2 separate regions of the Anas platyrhynchos genome follow, and region 2 is linked to region 1. Evidence: chromatin contacts called from public Hi-C data. All regions are on one chromosome and are shown on one strand. Each heading gives the region's core, a stretch centred on a gene start, on an enhancer-like site or on the middle of the called end of the contact. The rest is flanking DNA. Distances are from core to core; before and after follow the strand shown. Region 1 holds the start of CARMIL1 (capping protein regulator and myosin 1 linker 1). Region 2 overlaps CARMIL1 (capping protein regulator and myosin 1 linker 1).

Evidence for each region. Hi-C and Micro-C count contacts between places; a contact is called where the count stands out from the background.
Region 2: a Hi-C map of F5 follicle shows a contact between it and region 1, with 3 times the contacts expected there. The contact joins the enhancer-like site here to the promoter of CARMIL1 in region 1. A contact is called at or near these places in 5 of 8 Hi-C or Micro-C datasets (F5 follicle, liver, skeletal muscle and 1 more).

What each region holds. Positions count from the first base shown.
Region 1 is chr2:62,666,663-62,672,868 of IASCAAS_PekinDuck_T2T, forward strand. CARMIL1 (capping protein regulator and myosin 1 linker 1) reads left to right here and starts at 2,886. Exons shown (of 38, transcript XM_072034847.1): 1 at 2,886-3,435. The coding sequence starts at 3,396.
Region 2 is chr2:62,737,754-62,743,959 of IASCAAS_PekinDuck_T2T, forward strand. CARMIL1 (capping protein regulator and myosin 1 linker 1) reads left to right here. Exons shown (of 38, transcript XM_072034847.1): 4 at 5,146-5,196. Among named protein-coding and RNA genes, the nearest start is that of CARMIL1, 71 kb to the left of the region's middle. Within about 2 kb of position 2,713, at least 1 of the 8 cell types and tissues checked has an H3K27ac peak or open chromatin away from gene starts, as enhancers often do. A contact at or near this core is called in F5 follicle, where this site is marked.

The DNA of each region.
Region 1 (6,206 bases), core at 1,636-4,135:
GTTTCACTTAGGCACCTCTGTTCTTCTCAGCTGTGCCTCTGTGGGGGTGGTGGTGTGGCTTTTCCTTTAAGCTGTAGAGGACAGTCTCCATTTGGGAGGCCTGGGAGCCAAATGTTTGGGACCCCAGGGGAGGTGGTCCAGGCTTCTCTGCTCTGGGAGGTGGAAACATCCTACTTTTCACAGGGCTTGCTGATGTTGCAATAGTGCCAGTATCCAGGCATTACTACAGCTGCAGCTTGCCTGAACGACCATTTCCTGCCTCCTCTCTAGGGAATAAGGAGTGGGAAATGATGCAATCTGCTGATTGAATCTGACCTTGGGGGCATTAACCCACCCAGATTTAGTCTACCTTCCCTCCCTTGAACCAGGTCAGTCTTCTGGGCTCCCAAAAGGAATGATACAGTAGCCTTGGCAGTGCTACTTCGTTAGCTTGTTATGCTGGTGATTAAAAAACAGAACAGAAAAAAAACTGCCTGCTACCACCATTCTTTTTGTTTGTTTTCTTTATTTTTCTGTATGTATCCTGGCTTTGCTGTGCTGGCTGTTTCGTGTGAAAAGAAGCAGAGATGGAGGGGTGCTCGCAGTACCCAGCAGAGTGCTGCAGGCAGGCAGGCCTGGAAGGAGCACATTGCTTCTGCAGCTGGTGCACCCTGAGAGGCCTACAGTCGCGTGGCAGGAGCCAGGAAAGCAAGATCCACACTTCAAGTACTGTTTCAGATAGAAATGAGGCAATGAAACTGCTTCTGCTTCATGTATGAGCTGTCATAGTTCCAAAAACGTGCATTTTTGCAGAGTAAGTAAATAGCGATGGAAGAGAAGGTATCTTTTGGGGAAGTTTTAGTCAAACACAGGGCATTAGACTCAATACAGAAGTAACTGCATGAAATTACATATCCTTCCTTATGCAGACCTAATAATCTGATTTTTCCTTCCTGGGTATTAGAAAAGATGTGAACTTCAGAATTCCTATTTTGTAGTTGTTATTTTTGTTTTGTTTTCTGCCCAAAGATGCTCAGATCCCTCAGTTGGAAGTAAGCTTGCTTATGTGCAACAAGCAAAAAATGCATATTTGTGCTGAGCTATGAGGAAAGACTGTCAGGTATTCTGCAGAGAAAGGAAAAGGATGCAGGTACAGTGAAGAAGAGGGAGCAGAGGACCATCAACAAGCAGGTATAGAGCTCTCTTTCTATGCATATATATGGCCAGGTAAAGTTTGACTGGCAGTGCTGTGTGTTAAAAGCACACAGCTTCTTTTACCAGTATACCCTATATTTACTGTTTGTTTATTTTCTTTAAAGAATGTCCCTATTTGCTTCCTGTAGTTAAACAACAAAAAGGAAAGGCAGCAAATTTGTATCTATTTCTTTAGTAATTGTATCTGTGTTGGTAAGATAATAGCTAAAGTTATTCAGAGAGCTGGTTGTTGCTGTGGGGAATCATAAAATCGTTTCACAAGTCGCAACCATTTCAAACTGCTAGTTATGTTTCTTTTGAAGACCAGGGAATGTGTAGTCCCCTAGATGCACAGAGCAGCAGCACAGCATTTTACCAGGAAAATAAGTCATCTTCTTGGATTTGTGCTGTTGCTCTCACTGAATGCATTTCAGGCGTCTTAAATAGGCATAAATGACTTTGATCTTGCAGATCCGTCACTCACTTGTAGAGCGCCTGAAATATGAGGTTTATGCAGTAATCCACCCCTTCAGGATGCAGGACGACCAATCACAGTCCTGCTGCAGTGAAAATGATCTTCTCATTGAAACTGTGCATCGCTACCAGGAGCAAGCCGAAGTATTTCCAGAGCTGCCTAGCCTCTTCCTCTCCCCTCATCCAATGAGCTTCTGTCTGCCCTTATTTTTATAGGCGCAATTAGGCAGCTCACGTGCTGTGTTTCTGTAACGCGTCTGTTGCACATAACAAAAATGCTCAGCGGCACAGTGCAACAAGCAAAACACTGCTATTTGTGGGGTTTTCTTTGATCCTGGGAAAGGAGGCATGCTTCTGGTTTCCTTCAGTCTAGCATAAACCCAGATACTTGCCTTTCCCCTCCTAAGGCGTTTGCTAAACAACCTGTAACAAGGGCATCACCTTATAACAGGTGACATCCCTGTGGAGACGAGGTGGGGGAGTGCAGAAGAGGCAGATGAGCTCTGGATCAGAGGTTATCCTTCGCCGGGGCTTAAAGCGACCCAGCCTTGGCGATCTCGTTCCCAGGCAGCAGGAAATGAGGGCTGACTTGATGGTTACAACCACTCCCTTTACAGCGTCAACCTTTTTTTTTAAAGAAACACACGAGAAGGAGCACTCCTGTGGGGCAAGGCCAGAGGATGCATCTGCCGAGGATGAGGACCTGTTGAGGAGGGCCGGCAGCGAGACCTTGAGACCTCGTTGCCGTAGGCGGTTCTGCATGGCTCCTGTGCTGAGTGGTGCTGGCTGGAGAGGCCACGTCCATGGAGCACCGTGTCCTGTGGGACCTCACGGTGGCCGAGCGCAGGCTGCAAACATCTGCGCTTGGTGCTGTAGCAGTGTTGCAATGCTTCCTCTTGGCGCTCAGGGGTTGTCAACAGCCAGCACCAGCACAGCCAAACCGTGGAAAAGGAGACGGTTCATCCATGCGAGAGGCTTCCTGCGAGCCAAGGACCGGGCAGCTCAGCCCTCATGCTGTTGTCGCAGTTATTTATTTACCTGCACTCAGGTCGTGCCTGGGCTATCACCACAGCCCCCCGAGCCCCCCAGTAGGGCCAGGGCCTCAATGGCGACCCCAAATCAGACCCCAGACCCTGCCTGGAGGGAGAAGGAGGCGGAGAGCAGGGACCAAAGCGGAGCCTGGGGCCGGGAGACCCTTGGGGGCCGCGCCATGGCCGCTCTCCCCGGGGGCCGTGCTGCGGGTGGGAGCGGCGGCGGCCGGCAGGTGGCCCCCGTGGCCGCCCTCCCCTCACCCCGGGGGGCTGGGGGGGCTGCATTTCCCTGCCTTCCCCTGCCCTGCCGGCCGTGGGCGCCACGGTTCCCCTCTCGGGAGCTGCGGAGGCCGGGGGAGGGCACCCTCCCTCCATCCATCCCTCCCTCCTTCATCCTGCCGCGGCGAGGGGGAAGGAGGGCGGGCAGCCCCCGCCCGGCTCCCTCCTCCTCCCTTCTTCTCCTCCCTCCCTCCCTGCCTGCCTGCCTGCCTCGGGGCTGGCTTCCTCCCCGGGAAATGCCCCTCCCGGCCGCTCTCTGAAGATCCCCATCCCCTTTTCCCTCCGCTCTCGCACGGCACCCCGGCGCAGGGCCAGCCCTCTTCGCCCTCCTCCTCCTCCTCCTCCTCCTCCTCCTCCTTCTCCCCCGCCCCGCGGCTCGCATGCTCGCCCGGCCCTGCGGAGGGGCGGCCAGCCGCTGAAGCAGCCCCGCCGCCCGGCATGGCCGAGGAGAGCTCCGAGCTCCCCCGGGAGCTGATAGGTGAGGGCTGGGGGTGCCGGGCGGGGGGCACCGGGGGGGCTGCGGGCTCCCCGGGGGACGGGAGGGCCGGGGGACGAGGCCCCGCTGCTGCCTGCGGGGACCCGAGCCGGGGGGGATCCGGGGGGGCTCTCCAGTGGGGGTGCAGGCTGGTGGGGGTCCTGGGGGGCTCCCGGGGGTCCCCCGGGGCAGGGACACGCGTGGGGAAGAGCCGGTAGCAGCCCTGCTGTCAGCCTCCAAGCTGCGCCCGGGGGGGGGGGGTTACATGATGTTTTTTTTTCCCCCCCTCCCACCCCACTGGGCTTGTTTAAAACTCATTTTTTTTTCGTCTGTGTGCACGTCCGAGAGGCTATTTGTAATTAAAGTTTAATGGCTGCATGCGGTGACCTCCCCCCCTACTCCCCCCCATGTTCCACGGTCTGTGCTTAAGCAACGCTGGCTGATGGCGAGGACCTCCTGAAAATGCTGTCATCGCTACTTGGGAGTGCTCAGTACATGGCGATACGGGCTGCTGGCAACCGGTGTCATTTGGGGATAACAGGTCTGATGCTTTAGGATCCAGCTGCTCTGCTCAGGCCAGGCGTCCACGGGTTTTAGACGCCGGGTCGCCTGTTGAAGGGCAATACGAAGCTCTCACCTACACTGGAATTAATTTAAAGTACTGCCTCAGTGACAGATGGAAACAGATTTGTCATGCAACCAGGTACATGTTGCACTGAATGCAGCTCTTACAAACATCACCTAGCTCATTTACACTGTTGCTGTGCCTTTGGTTGCTACAGGCAGTGCTTTTGCTGGGAATTAGTTTGAGTGTTTATAAAATATCGGCAAAAATCTGTATGGCAAGTTGCATTTGTCACAGATATTTTTTTCCTCTGTATAGAAAAAATCGCTTTATTTATGGTCTTTTTAATGTGCAAACCATGGGGGGTTACTAGCATTAGTATGTAGCCTGGCTACTGGGAAGTGATGAGCTATGTTTAAAACTGATTTTTTTTTCTTCTTTTTTTAATACATTTGAGATACTAACACATGATAGTAATTGTTGTGCATCTGCACTGTACCCTGCTATACCATAGGGGGGATGTAGTGCACATTAAGGAGAAAGGCAAAGCTGAACATCCCAATGCATCCCATCCTCCAGTGGCTTTGGACGATTTTAAGAAGTGCCTCCCCCCACCCCCAATCCTGGCTCCCTGTGCCCACCCACTGCATTTTGTCAGGGCTCTTTAGGGGCTTGTGGGCCAGTTCAAGTGGGATGGTTTGATTTCTCCCAGCATTTTGGCATCTGCATGTTAAAATGTAACCTGATAAACAGACTTTTTGGAATAACCCTATGCTTTGGGAACAGGACGGAAGGATGTGCCTTATACCGTAGTGATTACAGTGTGGAGATTAAACCGGGAGTGAGAATTGTCAGAACTGCAGGTTTTTGTTGTTACTCACTTCCTGCATGACCTTTGCTAGGTCAGGAAGGTTGAAGTCTTAAAAAAAAAAAAAATAAATAAATCAAAATAAATCTCTGTATTAATGTTGGCTTACCTGGATCTGCTCCCCTAAGGTGCTGGTGTCTGAACATAGGCAGTCATAGCCACAGGTGTTAAAAATGAGTGAGTACGTGAGAAGTGGAGCCTTAACTTTGTGCTCCTTAATCTGACAAACTACTTTGCAAGTCCTCCCGCGGCCAGTGTGTTTGGAAGAGCCCTCGGTTACACGGGAGAGACCTGTGAAGCTGAAACCTTAACTTTGTGCAGAAATGTCCCCAGCCCTTTCAGGCAGGTGCTGGCATCCTGGTGCCAGGCCGAGCCGCAGGTCCCAGGCCTCTCCCCAGCCGTGCCGGAGCTGCCGACCTGCGGTCCTTTTCACCGTTGCTGCGTGGCACCTGTGGGACACTGAGGGAAGTGGGTCTCACTCCCCAGAGGAGGAAATACCCTGCTTGCCAGAGAGGAGAAACCAAAAGGCAGAGGCTGGGGGTGGAAGTACAGGAGCAGCGACCCCCACAGCACCTTTCCTTCTGCAAGGAGAGCGGGCTTCCCTTTAGGAAAAGTGCTCTGTGGTCAGCTTGCTCCTCAGCTCCCACCCAGGGACAGAAAGAGCAGGACTGGGCGTTATTGGTGCAAGAGGAAGCTTTGGAAAAACAGCTTGCCTCGGGAGGGAGGACGGGGCTGGACTTTCCCCCGGGCCCTGCTTACCTGGCTGCTCAGGGAGCTGGCTGCCTGGCTCCCTACCAAGCAGTTGCCCTGGGAGCCGGGCGCGCTGGCAGCCTGCCACAGGGCTGCCGCCGCTCGGGGACGGCCTTCTCCGGGCTCGCTCGCTGCTGCCGAGGAGCTTTTGTTTCCTGAGAGGAAAATTGAAATTCCTGGGGGAAAAAAAACAAAAAAACATTGGGATTTTGCAGAAGGAACGCTTTCTGGCAGAGAGTCGCGCTGACCAGGCGTGTTTGTGTCCTGCGTGCCCTTCTGCCTTGCAGGCAAACGGCTGAAAATTGTGTGGAAAAAGTAGCATTCTGTAATTAAAAGCCTTATGAGGAGCCTATTATCTTTGGTTTTAGCCTTTAAACTTTACTCTGCACAAGGGCGAAGTGTGTGCGTCTAGGGAGGGTGGAGACTTGCCATTTAAAGGTTCCAGTAGTGGTGCGGGAAATAGGTTAATGTGTTTAAAAGATTTCTTCCTCAGCCCTTGTCTGGGGGGGCTGGGGAGTGAAATGTGTGGAAGGTGCCAAATTGGCTCGTCCAGATGAGCTCCTCTGTTTATCTACCGCTTACATCAGTTGT
Region 2 (6,206 bases), core at 1,463-3,962, 71 kb after region 1:
ATAAGGTATGCTGATGTCTTTATCCCAGATGACACTTTAAAAGTAGCCAAACCCAAATGATGGCAGCCAAATTTGGGCTTGGAGGACTGCAGGTGAAGGTGGTGCTGCCATCAGCCCTTGGGGCAGCCTTGAGCTGAGCTGCTCTGCTGGAGCCAGAGGAACAGAGGAGAACCCATCGTGGGCACAGGGAAACCATCCCTGAAGTAACGCACATGTTCCTGCAGAGCCTGAACTAACCAGCCCTCCAAAAAAGCCTCCACGATGTCAGCTAGCCTCTTCGTACAGGGAGACACTGTGCTTTTAGCAGAAATTGCCTTGGTTGAAACTCGCTCAAATCTCTCTCAAATCCCTCTGACACAGTGCTGGAAAGGGCCTTTTATCTGATCGAACTCCGGTCACTTCGGGATGGAGGCATTTACAAAGCCAGACATGCAGCACAGGAAATGAACAGGCCATCCTGGAGGGACCGAAAGAGACTGGATGGCCTAACACGTATTGATTCATCCATATATTAACAAAACAAAACGTATATTAGTGCTGCTGCTTTACTTCATGTTATTATGTATGCATTAGGTATTGAACCAGTGGTAGTAATGGAGAGCTTCTGATAGAAATCATAGAGCAGCTAGTAAGCATGGACTGGAAAAATAATCACAACTGGGATAATTATGATAATGAATAATGACAAAAACAGGGATGGTGTAGCTGCGAAGTATATAGAAAAGATTGACTGTCTTCTGGACTTCAAGGAATTCTCTAAATGATATATTTCTAAATAAGAAAGCCTGTCACAAATGCTTCTTTCATGAAGTAAATTGTGATGGAAGAGACTGAAGCAGTTTGAGACTGACAAAATGGCAAATGTTGGGGGGAAAAGGAACTGAAGGCATCAGAGAGTGTATTTTAAATGGGAAAACTGCAACATTTCATCAGAAAATTAGAAAGTTTTTTTTTAGGTGTCTGTCAATCAGTTTTCAGCAAGAGAAAAGAAATTGGCTTTTATTTATGTATTTATTTATTTATTCATAAGCATTTCAGCAAAGGGCAGTTTCCAGCCATGGGGTGAATGGGGTGAGCATCACGAACCTTCCCGTGGCTAGCAAAATGCTGGGGTTGTTTCATGTTATTTTATTTCATCACAAAGCTGTGTATATGATCATGGTGTACATCATCATTGAGTTTTCCAGAACTCTTTATTCCAAGGTATTTTGAGTAGGGCAGTGGTTTTTAAAAGATTTGTTTCATTTGCTTGAGAATTTGAAACCACTTTAAATATAGATGAGGTTGCTGGAGTTGCTGTGGTCTGTCTGGCAAAACAGATGCATTAGAGCAACTAATGACCTTCCCCAGACTGATGGACAGGTAGTCTGCTGGGTTAACCCAGTGCAGCCCTGGTAATTAAACTTACAGTGCCAAAATATGGCTAGAATTTGTCAATAAATCACAAGATGCATCTGTGTATTTGTTCTCTTGAGTCTCACTGAGAATCTGTGCTCAAGTTGTATTTACTGAAGCAAATTATTTTTTCTGGTAAATAAAAGATGACCTTGTAGGCCACGAATCTCTGCAGAAATAACTTGCAGGGTATGTTTTTGGTGAATGTTTCCAAATTAATTTTCAATTTTTAACTTATTTCACATACTTTTAAGAGGTGGAGTGTCACAGAGTTGAGAATGATAAAAACATTAAGAAATCGTCAACTTTGGGGTATCTGCATGTGAGTAGGAGTCATTTAACATTCAAATAATAATTCTGCTTTGTGCTTAAAAAAAGGCAGAGTAGGAAGACAGACTGAAGCAACTGCACACTAAATATACTTCTCCTTTTCATCCCTTTCACGCAGCAGCAGCCTGGGTGTGCTTGCTTGCTTTGATCCCTGTCACAGCAGTCACTTGCAAGTCTTTGGGTATACAGGTGTGTTAAAGCATGAGTCTTTACACCCCATGTGTTTATATTTTGACAGGATCTTTTAAATTTATTAATGATTGACTACCACTTGTGACCAAATGATGTGGTTATGGAGGAATGGGGTTGCAGCTTGGTGAGCTGAACACATAAATGTTTCTTTATCTGAAGGAAAAGGAGGTTAAACACCGTGCCTGGCCCATGCTTCTGGCACAATCTAAGCCAGGGCATGCTTTGTGCTGCTGATGGATAAGTGTTTTTCTGAGTGACTGGTTTTTGATGTGACTTTGACCGAGACGCTGTTTTTCTTGTAATTAAGGTGCCTCAAGTGCCAAATAAGCATAATGGTAGCAGAATCCTCTTAGTAAAATGCTTGAGAACTGCTGGAGAGTAGCTAGGGGCTACCTTTTGCTTTTTATTTTCTTTATGGGAAGAAATTAAAAACTCCAGGAAATCTAGAATCTAGCTATTCATAAAACTCAACACCGCTGGAAACCTTGGAAAGCCCTGGACAATTATGTAATTAAGCACACATTCATTATTCATGTTAGAGGAATGCACGGAGACCTGGGACTTCGCTCACAAAATAACTCCGTGCTCCAACGGGGAGGTGAACGGTGAGTGTGAAAACACCTCCGGTGCCTCTGTGTTTGGCATCAGCATCACATTTCACAGGGTGGGAAGAGGGGGTAATGCGTTCTTGTAAGAGTCCACAATATGTGTTGTGTTGCTCTTGCAAGCAGAGCCCTACTCACAGAGAAAAGGGCAAGCTGGGATCTATTTGTTTATGCACTGCAACTGGATCAAGGAGAAAGAGGGCACCAAAAACTGGTAATGTTTCTCAGCTTATCAGAAGAACCTCGAGTGGCTTTGGGGTAGAGGCTGCTGTGTTTCCAAACATGAACAAACATGTTGATGTTAAAATGCAGATGTTGCATAAAATTGTGAAAAAAAAGATGGATTAAAGAGAAAGCAGTGAACTAACGGTGATCCTGTCAAAGGTCAGTATGCATATTCATGGATTTTAGCAGCTGAAATTGTGATAAATGCCAGGCCTCCTCTTGGCCAAGTCTACCATTTTTGAAAGAAGCCTGGTCCTGCTGTTGTCAAAATGGGACATTAATTTTGCAGTAATCATTGACCTTGTCTCTGACTGACCTCATGTAAAAATCAAACTCTTACTTGCTTCTGACAATCCCAACTGTGGAAATCTCAGTGTTACTGGATAAAAGGGCTCAGGCTGCTTTTGTACTGTATTATTGCTCAAGAATCGTTTGTGGGATAAATAAAGGGGCATCATCCTACAACAGTTCTCTGTATGTAAATACATTTTCTTAAGGCAAATAGGTGCTTGGCTTTGGCAGGATCACTATGGGAGTCTCTGTGCATCCAACACATGGAGATGCACTGACTTATGCTCTGTTGGAACATCCTTTTCCAATATAACCATCTTACAGCCTTCTGGTTACCTGGTTTGCATTTACCTTTGCTACTTGGGCTGATCATGTTTATTGTAATCATGTTAAAAGGAGCCTTTGTAAGCAGCACTATCCAATACAAGGGTGTGACTGAGCGTTTAGTCCTTCCCAGAGATACCCAGGAGCGTTGCATGCAAATACTGTGGGCAGCTGCCCTTAGGAAGAGCAGTGAAAGAGTGGAAGGAATCCCAGTTTTATTCCGTGAGACCCTTCCCTGTCCTTTGTATGCAGGATTGTAGAAGGAGTGCTTGCAATCTTGCATCTTGAAAGTGAGCAGGACAGAATTTTTCTATCCCCAAAGTGCGTGCAAGGGGACAAGGCTGATTTGTCTGGTAGGGTTGGGATGTTTCATTGCCCTGGGTTGCAGCAGAGGTGTGCCAGACAGCAAAATGGGACTTCAGGTGATGGATGGGTGTTAAAAGGAGGTAAGGTAATGTTTCTCTTCACCAGCAGCGTGGCCCTAACTCAGTGATAACTGGAGCACTGTCTCTGTTCACTTCAGCTCTGAGAGATTCTGCTAACATCAAACATTAGTATTTGGCGGTGTTCATGCCTTTAAGTTTTAGCAAGATATGATATGTTACTGTAAAAATAGGATTCTGGGTCCTAGATGTAAAATCCACCAGGAGCCGATGTGAATGATACAAAGCACCCAGGCTCCCTTGCTTCCCTTCAGGTTTCACCCTGCCTTTCACACCAGCACCATCGACCCGTCCCTGCTGCACTGCTCCTGCCATGCTGCTGCCCTGCTGTCATCTCCTGGCACCATTTCCTGCTGTAATGCAGGTTGGCTGAGATACAGAGGTTCAAATCCAAACTTCAAAAAGTCTAAAGCATGTTAGGAGCTGGGTGCTGAGTGGGATATGTGTTGTGTTAACCTCCGTGTATGGAGAGAAATGATTATCTAGCATGACTGGACATAGCGGGTCCCAGCTCTGTGGAAAACTCTGCATGTGCTGCGGGGTTTTGATCTTCTACATATTTGAATCTAGATTTGAAAACTGGGATCTTTTATTTTTTTTGGCTGGAAAAATGTAGGCGACAATAACTAATTCCATAGGTGGGTAAATCAGAAGCCGTGCTGTGGTTTTGCAAACTGATTCATTGCTCTTGCAAGGCTTTAGATCTGTGAGTGGAAATTGAAGTGGTACTTCTATATATCATTATATTTCGATTGGCAATAACTTTGAAAATATTTCAGTCTCATTGTGTTTTCTCCCCTGAGTCACTGTTCTCACTAATCTAATCACGTTTTTCCATTGTCCTTGCCAGAGAAGAAATGCAGTTGGTGTCACTGAGAAATCTTTGCATTGTTATTCTAGAAATGCACTCTCTGTATCCAAAGGAAAATATTTGCATATAGTCTCTTATATTACTACCATCTTATTTATGTTGCATATTTTGGTCACATTTAAGTGCACCGCAGTTCCTGAGAGGACTTCTTATCCTTGCTTCTTTTTAAAGTGTCACTAAGATTGCTATTAGATGTCCTCGAGAGATCGATTAAATACATTTCTTCTAGTTTGATGCTACTATACTAACTAGTTGGTAGATGACCAGATTGCAGCAGTCTATTTGCTCAGCTGTACTGGATCGGAGCCCAGTTTTGCTTCCTTCAGTGTATGACAGCAAAGGGAATTGTCGCTAACTCCACTCGAGGCTTTTTCCCTCTGGTTTCAGGATTTTCCTAGAAGAGATTCTTTAATAATATTACTGATAAATGAAGTATTTCTTACAATTATTATTTTTTTTTTCCTAACAGATTTTGGCATCATGTCGGGCATTTCTTTTAACATCTCGGATTCCCACCAAGGTAAAGCTACCGTGTTTCTACAACTATTGTGTATTTTTAGATATAAATGTAAGTTGCATAAACTTAGCATATTGTAGTTACACTTGTGCATATGTTTAAGAATATCATAAGGAATGTTGTTAAGGTGTGTGGTGTTAAATCTGTTAGATGCTTCCATTTATGTCTGTCCTAAATGAGTTGTCAGTTTACACGAACTCTTTTAGAGAAAATTTAGCTTCTAGAAATGCAGGTGGGTGAAGTATTAGGCTGGAAATATCAACGTGATGAAATGAGATATGAATCTGATGACCTTTGTAGTGCTACAGTTTCAAACAAGCTGATTGGCATTATTCCCTGTAGAGTTTCTAATGTCAAATAGGCATATAGTTGATTTGGAGAAAGAAATTATGTTGAGTTTTACTAAATTCCCCTGTTTTCCGATGATTTCTGTGGAGATTGCAGTTCATTTTGAAACGCATCTTTATAACTGTCCTTACCAAAGCCACTAAATTATTATTATTCCCAGAAGAATTTGTAATGATTGTTGTAGCAGTGAAAGAAAATTTCCACGTGAACGAAAATGACTGACGTGAAGGATCATCTCTTGTCCAGATTGGAATTGGTGAATGTGAATTTGACACACATTCTATATTGTGTTTCACATGTGTATATAGCTGTGTTACACACGTGTGTGCCTAAGTATGTGTATACGTAGATATGCTTTATAGAAATAACTGGATCAATAAATTGAAAGATTGATGTAAGATTTTAAATTATGGTCACTGCTATATGTGATTGCCCTTACCTATAATTTGAAGGTTCTGATTGACAGGTCAGATACCTCCAGCTTGAATTTCTGCTGAAGTTTATTTCCCATTGTTGATCACCCTGTCCATGTGGCACGGATGTCTGTTGGGTTTTGGGTTGTAGTGGTTTACAGCCTGGTTTTAAGACAGAATTTTGTGACTGGTTGCATGGAAACAGTCAGCTGATGAACAACTCAGGTGTCAGTGCAATGGCAGAATAACAGA